2 separate regions of the Zea mays genome follow, and region 2 is linked to region 1. A link is a contact called in public Hi-C data. All regions are on one chromosome and are shown on one strand. Each heading gives the region's core, a stretch centred on a gene start, on an enhancer-like site or on the middle of the called end of the contact. The rest is flanking DNA. Distances are from core to core; before and after follow the strand shown. Region 1 holds the start of LOC100277879. Region 2 holds the start of LOC103625933 (Protein kinase superfamily protein).

Region 1 (4,463 bases), core at 1,580-4,079:
TTAAAACACTTATACAGGTTGTATTACCAAAACATGACAATACAATCTACACCATTAATAGTTGGTTAATTGAGAATTGAAACTCACATCAAACATAGATCACTCTTTAAATATTAACTCTTTCATCAGTCCGACCTGTCACTGATTAATCTTGTTCACAAACTATTAATCTGTTTAATGCACACAAATAAGACACAAAGCTAATCAGGGGGGAGAGGGGGGGGGGGGGCAGACCCAGTCGAAGGCTCCCACATGAGTGGGAAAAGACACAAGCTAATCGATATATCAGTATATACTGAAAGGAAACATATTAGGTGAAAACCAACACATTGACGGAGGTCAAAGGGTGTATTTGAAAATATACCAGGAGAGGTGGAAGAGTCGTTTTGAAAGCTGATGAACGGTGGGAGGGTTGAAAAATTATCATGACTAATTGTATGGTTTGCACCCGATACGTTCCCATACTCATAAAAGATGGTTTTGCTCTGTGATTTGATACACTACCAAACACCTATGAAAATTATGATTGGTCAATACTATCAACCCTAATTACCAAACAATATGGTAGAGACCTTCTAGACTTCTTAGATCACACCCAACAGAGATACCCACTGAGGCCCTGATAGCCTGATGAGTTATATGAAGTCATTATTAAACATATTTCTTGATTTTAATAAATTAACCATAAGGAGTAGGATAAGATTATGATATATCTTACTAGTAATTAATGGTCAAAGTGCATGGAAAACAGCTATCCATGTGTCCGAACCTTGACTTATAGGTTCTTTTCGGTTTTTAACTCGAACCTACGGACCTACCCAACTTGCTTGGAATAAAAGGCTTTGTTGTCGTTGCTGCTGCTGTTGTTGTAATCAATGGTCAAAGTAGTATGCCGGTGACCATGTCAGTGCCCACATTGATGCACTATTAGAATTGGAAAGAGTGCTCCAAAAAATCTGTGCTTCCTTTTTCATCTATCCATTATATTGAGTGGAAGTAGATTCCACTTCAATTCAGGAGCTCAAACAAATTTATGACTGAAGTAAGGATCAATCTAGAACTTCTCAAAAGAACATACTCAGATAAATCAAGATACATTACATATCAACAAAGTTATCTTGCAAAGCCAACACTGTATCGGCACAATATAGAACCTACTTTCGTTGTACTGAGACATCAACAAAAACAGTATGCAAGCCATGTCTGGCCTTTTCAGGCTTACCTATAAGCAATCGAACACATTAGGTACTAATTTGTATTATGAGAAAAGATGAATAAAACACATGCATTGGCTTATAATAATGGAACATTCCATTAAAAAGTCTTATAAGCTGTGGCAAGTTAAACCATTATAACAGAGCACAGTATTATATTGACATAATATCAACTTCTTTTCAAAAGAAGGAAATAACATGCAGGTAGCATCTTCTAAGTTCTAACTGAATTGTCACATTTATAATATACTCCCCAGTTTCAATTTATAGGTCGTATTGGCTTTTCTAGATACACAGCTTTTATTACCTTCACAAGATACAGGCATACAGCATGCATAAAGTTGGTGCAATAGAAAGATTATTATCAGTTAGTAGACTAACCTGCCGAGGTACCAGAGTCTCCCCAGTGATGACTGAATTGGCGAGCTTGAGTGTGCAACGAGTCACAAGCATTGGAAGCCCAGGCGTCATGTTCCGCCACATGTCTGCATCATTCAGCAACTTCTGCAAATCAGTAGCCAGGGCAGCTTGATCACTCCACAGCGTCACCGCATTATCTGCCACCCTCAGATCGACCATCCTCTCGATGAGCCAATACAGGTGTTTCACATTCAACACCGCAGACTGCAGGTTAAGCCTCTGTATGGCCTCGCGTTCATCACTGTCCACCGCAACCCTGAAATCCGGGCTAGCGTACTTCCCCATGAGTTCCTTGATTGTGTCCAGGCGCGACTGAAATGCCTCGTCGAGCACCTTGTGGACGCAGTTCCGCGACGGATAGTCCTTAAGGAGCATCGCTACGAACGCCTTGGTGGCAGCGTGGACGGGGTGGCCATGGATCGCCGAGTGGATCAGGCCGTGCAGCATCGCCTCGGAGGGCGACCTGGGGGCCACCCCCGCAGCGGAAGGGCCGGCGGCGACGGGAGGAGGAGAAACCCTGGCGAGCAGGTCGGCTGCCTCATCGGCGGGGAGGAGCCGCGCCAGGTCGATGATGCGGGCCTCCTCGTCCTCGGACCAGGGCACGGCCTCGAGGAAGCGGATGCAGGCCTCGACGCAGGCGTCGAAGAGGAGCAGGAGTGCGATGGGGAGGAGGTCGAGGGCATCGTCGGGGGAGCGGATGGCACCCGCGAAATCGAGAGTGTGGAGGAGGCGGAGCACCTCGATGTGGGCATCGAACGGGCGGGGACAAGAGGGGGGCGCCACCACCGCGAGGGAGAGGCGGCCAGTCGCGGCGGTGGGCCAGCGGTCGGAAAGGAGGGCGGCGAAGTAGCGGGAGCGGAGGAGGGACGCGGACGAGACGTGCAGGTCGACGAAGGTTCCGGATGAGACGGCTGCGGAGAGGTGGCGGTCGATGTCGGGCTTGACGTCCACGTCGTCGGGGGAGGAGGGGTTGAGGAAGAGGCGGAGGACGACGTCGGCGTTGGGGAAGGTATGCGGGTTGGGAGAGCTGGAAGTAGACGGGGGAGCGGGAGGGGACGGTGGCGAGCAGAAGGCGGTGAGGCGGGAGCTGCTCGCCGAGCGCTGGCGCTTGCGGAGGGACATCGCCGTCGGCGTCGATGTCGGTAATTGGGGATTTATTTCCTTTTCTCTTTGGGGTGGGGATAGTTGAGAGGCCGCGAGGGGGTACGGCCAATGCGTCAGTTGCGCGCTTGAAATTGGAAGGGACACGCAGAGGGGATTCAGATTAGGTTGTCCCTAACAACCGTTCTCTATATTCATTATTTATATTGGTTCTTTATCGTCTTCTCTAAAAGATTTTATCATTTATATCTGCTTTCTCTCGAACAACATCCTCTAAATCACGTCATCTATACGTAAATACATATATTAGAGACATTTTTTATTTTTTTTAAATACGCATTTGTCATACTCTCAAATGTATTGTACATATTTTAGTTTTGCTAAACCGATTATTTAAAGTATTCAAATGGAATTAGAACCGTTTAGATAAACTATATAGAGAGAGAATCCAACAATATTCTCTAAATTTATAGGACCATTTAGAAAACGCTGCTGGAGAGAGTAGATAATTATTTGATCCTCTATATTTAGGATAGAGGAACATTTGGCGGCCTTTGTTGGAGCAAGCCTTAGGATGAGGATCCGTACATGAAACCTGATCCTGGTCTAATAAATTTTCCGAGGTTATGTTACATTTCCTTTTCTTTTGACTTATGTTGAATTTTGTTTTCCCGTGCTCGAAGTGTTGGCATACACACGCAAGGGCGGACCCAAAAATTAGTTGTGCCCCCGACCGCCTTGAGCACCTGTTTCGATAGTCGTTTCACGTCATAATAACAAAAACTCACTCAGTTTTCGTTCAAAACAACCTGTAGTACTCCTCTCCCTTCCTTTCTCTCTGTGCCAGATTCACGTGTAAGCAATGACATATGTTTTACTCCAGTCATCGTCCTCCCCATATCTCCCGCTGCGCCGAATTAACCCCCCACCCTCGCGCGCCCGTAGGCATCTCACAGCTACCACCACGCGGATCGAATGAAGACTTGTCCGATGAAAGCCTTATCTACTACGCATTCGTTATCAACATCGGGCTACAAAAGGGAGGAGGCGAGATCAGGTCCACCAAGTAGTCTCGTCGGACTTATCAAGCGACGGCGGCGTGCAACGGCCTGGGGGAGAGCAGGCATACTGATGGTGATAGAGGACGAGGACAACAAGCTGCCGACATTCGTGGGTTACTCTTCATCGTGCGGTCCTCAAGCACCAGGTCCAGAGACGAGCGAGAGTTGGAGCCCGCTTTCCCCGGCCTATGGCGCCTACGACTAGCTATCGCCACCCAATCCATATGGCCGCGGGATTCCATGGTCGCGCGTCAATCGACCCTGATCTGTACGGCCAGCCTCTGCCCGGTCCACGTATGTGTGGGCCTGGGATGCCTACGATTGTAGCGATGAAGGCTAGCACCCCCACGTGGGGACGGGTATGGCAACATCGTCCACGTCGCACACAATGTCGGCGCTGAGAGGCCTCACTACGGCGGCTAGGCGGTGCCTACATACGTGGTGGCTCCAAAGGTATATACTTGCACTTGCATATCTTGTTAATTGACCTTTACCCTCTGGTATGTTAATTGTGTTCTACATTATATTTCCAGCACGATTGAACATAGCTATAATGCAAGCTGCAAGTCATTTTGCAATTTTAACTTTTTTCAGAAATATGTAGGATGCAGAGCCTATCAGCCTAACCTTCCAATGTTGGAAGATAAGGATGGGCTAATACTGGAAA
Region 2 (4,185 bases), core at 963-3,462, 260 kb after region 1:
GATTGTCGATAATCATGTAAGTGTAAAAAAAATAAGTTTACCCATGACAATGAACATATTAGATAAATGTTGGCAATTCATTAATGCTACTAACACCAATAGGCAACAATTCACAAGGTCACATGTGATTTTATTATGTATTATTATAGCAAATATACATCAATAAATTACATAAAGTAAATCAGCCAATGTCCATAGGTGATCTCAAATATGATACACAAAGCATGAGCATTAGTCAAATGTCCAAGTCTTCTAGCCTATACAACTAAAGCCAACATTATGTCCTGGGAATTTTTTACACTGATCGTGGTCTTACCAAGCAAATAGAAGTACCATATCCCTATTGAACTCACTAGCAACATACCTGAAGATGTTATGTCTTGCCCAATGGGAACATCGAGATAAGACCCAATCATAAAGGCATGATCAGCACTAGATTGCTTGGCTCCAGATCCATGGTGATTGATCTTGTCCTCCCAGTTCATGTTGACTAGCTTATCTTCGGACTTGAGCCTCACAGGAGGTAACTTTGGAAGCTCCTCACGCTGATTATCTCCAACAAGCTGTAAATCGAAGCATCGGTCAGACACCTGATCTGTATCTAGGGATTTTTCGAAGTAATTTTGTCTGTTCCCCTCGTCGAAATGTCCTTTTGCCCCTTTTCCAACACCATCTGCATTAATGCTCCTCCTTACCTCTTTCCTCTCGTTTTCATGGTGCGTGCTATTGTAACTAGATGACGGGTTTTCCCCAGGGAATGGAAGCACTGTCTTAACTGTGCAACCATTTAACATCTCCTCCTTTTCTGGTACTAGATTTTTATCCCTGGAATGACCCTGTTCATTGATTGCAGTTCTCCCAGCAGCATCAACTTTTCCTTTCCCTCTTCCAGAAGAGACTTTTTGCTCCAGCAATGGGCCAGGCTGTTCAGTCCCAACGCCTCGATCCCTCTTCTCTGCCAACATCGCAGCACGCCTATGTCTTGGCACCTCCTCCGACACCAGCAGCTCAGCTAGCTGTTCTGCCGTGCTGTTTGCTATGCTGAAGGTCCAAGGATACAGATCCCCCACGTTGTTCTCCTGAGGCTGGCCAATCCCGGAGCCCTTCTTTCCATCCAAACCGTTCGGCAGGGCTCCAACATCAACCTCCTTCACGATGAACTCCCTCGATGAGTCCGCACTCCTCTCTGTCACAGCACCGTTGGGCCCTCCATTGGAGCTCACCAAGTCCTCCTGCTCGTCGTCTTCTTTCAGCTCAGCGACACACCTCTGCACGGTCATGCCGTTCGAATCGGCGCAGCCGGTGAGCTCCCCACGGAGAGCTGCCTCTGCCTTGGCGAACCGGTTCTTCCGCAGGAACTCAAGCACCAGATCAATGTTCTCCGGCATGTTTCCCTCCAATATCAACTAGCCCAGAAACGAGCGAGAACCTCTGCGAAGAAATGCTTACAGTGAGGCCGAAGAAGAGCTGATTTGTTGCGGCCCAGCTCCCAGACCAGCCGATCCGAACGAAGCTCCGGGCGCTCGGGGGCTTAGGAAGTGGCCCAATGCCGCGGCGCCGGCAGCCGCAGATCGGTGCCTCTGCCTCGAAAAGCCCCCCTGACAAATCAAGCTTCCGTGGAGCTCCTCGAAACCGCGCGACCGCAACCAAGCTGAGAAGACCAAGGCAACCCACACCCTAAGCGCAACGCGCGCCCCGTAGGGGAAGGCGCGGATCCTCGGGGGAGGGGACCGCGAGGCGGAAGCCCCGGAACCCTACTGGCCGTCGCCGCAACCCACGCCGGCGCGAGATGGAGGCGGGGCAAGCACGATGAGGTCAGCGGGACCCGTCGCCGCCGAGAGCGGACGGCGGCCGAGCGGGAGCGGATCCGGCAGCGGCGTGGCAGCGGCGGCGGAGGCGGGGAAGGCGCATCGGGTGGGGGCTGTCAGGGCGCGGCCGGCGCGGCTGGGGTCAGCATATTCGAGGTGGTGGTGTGCGTACGCGAGAACGGAGAGAGCCCCAATACCCAGGGAGAGAGAGAGAGGCAAAGAAAGGGAAATGGGAAATGTTTTTTTCTATCTCTCTCTCCTTTCTCCCCGTAATCCCGTTCCAGCTCGTTTGGTGTCACGCGGGACCGGATCGAGGCGAGGGAGGGGGAACGCCGATTCGCAGTGCTGTTTGGTGCAATTGTTAGCTTTGGCCTTTGGGCGTTCAAAACCTCTGGTCCCGCTTGGGTGTTGCTTCCTCACGGAGAGGACAGGCAGAAGTAACGTCCGTGGAGGACTGGGAGAAATGCTGTACTGCTGAACGAACAGGAGGGAAACCGGTTTCGTGCGACCGTTCCGCCGGCCGGCCGGCAGCTCGGCAGTGTCCACTGGCGGTGACGGCCTAGCCGGCTAGGTCTATTGTTGTCGCTTTGAATTAAAGTTGATTATTTTGATTGCTTCAACTGTAATCTATAGAGACAAATATTATTAAAGCAGGACAAACTGTTCTCATCATTAAGTTTTTTATGTGGATATATGGTTCTCATTATTAAATATAGATAAATATTAAACCTAATTAATTTATAATTAACTGTCCCTTTAGGGACCGTTCGTTGCGATCGCGAACGTCTCAGCTGCTCTAGCGGTCGCACGAGAGACGAGAGACGGACGGCCCCTCTCCCTCGGGCACGTCTATGCCAACTGCGCCAGCCGTGGCCGGTCTTGCTTTACCGGCGAAGGGGAGCGTCCCTTCTGGGGTGGATGCATCTGCGACTCTTGTGTCGGTTCATTTGGCCTCGGCTGATGTTGTCGCCGATGTTGGGTTCGAGTCAGAGCTTCCCGCATTCGTTTCCATCACCGGTGGGTCGGATGGAAGTCTCGGGGGCGAGGGTTCTTTGCGAGCACTCGTGCAAATCGATCGTCCTCCGTCGAACACCTTCCCTACCAGATGTGTTGGACAAGGAGCGACAACCCATGAATTTGTTTGAAATGGATGATGCCGCCGATATTGTAGAGTGGGCGGCAGTCCAATCAAGGATGGATATCGCGATGGCCCTTCAAAACATAGGGGGTGTTTGGTTGCCCCAGCTAAAGTTTAGCTCGGGTCACATCAAGCGTTTGACTTTCAAATAGGAGTATGAAATATAGACCCAATCAACTGGACTAGATTCGTCTCGTCTTTTAATCTTCGGCTGACAAATTAGTTTTATAATCCGACTACATTTAATACCAGGAACGGAGGTTCAAACATTCGATGTGATAGAGGCTAAAGTTTAGTTTGGGTAACCAAACACCCCCATAGCTCTTACCGTGGGCTAGGTATGGTCCTTCGACCCTTCACATCACCCTTCACATCCCGTCTTCTAACCTTTCCTCTTAAGGGGGTGTTTGGTTACCCAAACTAAAATTTAGCCCCTGTCCCATCGAATGTTTGAACCTCCGTTTCGGGTATTAAATGTAGTCGGATTATAAAACTAATTTGTCAGCCGAAGATTAAAAGACGAGACGAATCTAGTCCAGTTGGTTGGGTCTATATTTCATACTCCTATTTAAAATTCAAACGCTTGATGTGACCCGGACTAAACTTTAGCAGGAGTAACCAAACACCCCCTAAGTTTTTGTTCTTCAAGCCCAGGAAAAGTTCCCCTTTCCTCTAGCGAGGGGCAGGGGCCGAATTTTTTGTATTTTGACCATTTTTCGGAAAAAAGAACACGTTTGGACCCTAAAAAATTTTAATAGCATTTTTGGACCCTTTGCTCGGCGCCATAGCTTATGGCGCCGAGGTAACACAGCTCGGCGCCATAGGTTATGGCGCCGAGGTACGTGATGCGTCGGCACAACCCGGACGCCGTGGCGTCGACGTGGCACCGAGCTCGGCGCCACAGATCTTGGCGCCGAGCTCGGTTGTGTTATTAACATATTTGTTGCAAACATGAGCACAAAGCCCATCTAGCCCACTTGGTAGAGCACAAGACTTCTTACCATGTGGTCGTGGGTTCAAGCCCCATAGTTTGCATTTTTATTTGTTTTTTTTTGTTTATAATTCACAATTAATTTCTTTAACCTTTCTTAATGGTCTCGGATAGACAAATGATGGTTCATAGGTGACGGTAGTAAAATTTGCTGATTTGTACTGAAGGTTGATAAAAATTAATCGAGGATAAAAATATAATTGGTAAGTGAGGTAACTGCTACTTAGGTCATGGTAACCGTACGTACA

What was found. A called contact is a pair of places that touch in the nucleus more often than the background predicts.
Region 2: a Hi-C map of ear shows a contact between it and region 1, with 1.6 times the contacts expected there. The contact joins the promoter of LOC103625933 here to the promoter of LOC100277879 in region 1. A contact is called at or near these places in 2 of 25 Hi-C or Micro-C datasets (bundle sheath and ear).

What each region holds. Positions count from the first base shown.
Region 1 is chr5:10,322,524-10,326,986 of Zm-B73-REFERENCE-NAM-5.0, forward strand. LOC100277879 reads right to left here and starts at 2,830. Exons shown (of 2, transcript NM_001151331.1): 1 at 1,596-2,830. The coding sequence starts at 2,756.
Region 2 is chr5:10,583,477-10,587,661 of Zm-B73-REFERENCE-NAM-5.0, forward strand. It overlaps LOC103625933 (Protein kinase superfamily protein), which reads right to left and starts at 2,213. Exons shown (of 7, transcript XM_008646334.2): 1 at 365-2,213. The coding sequence starts at 1,388.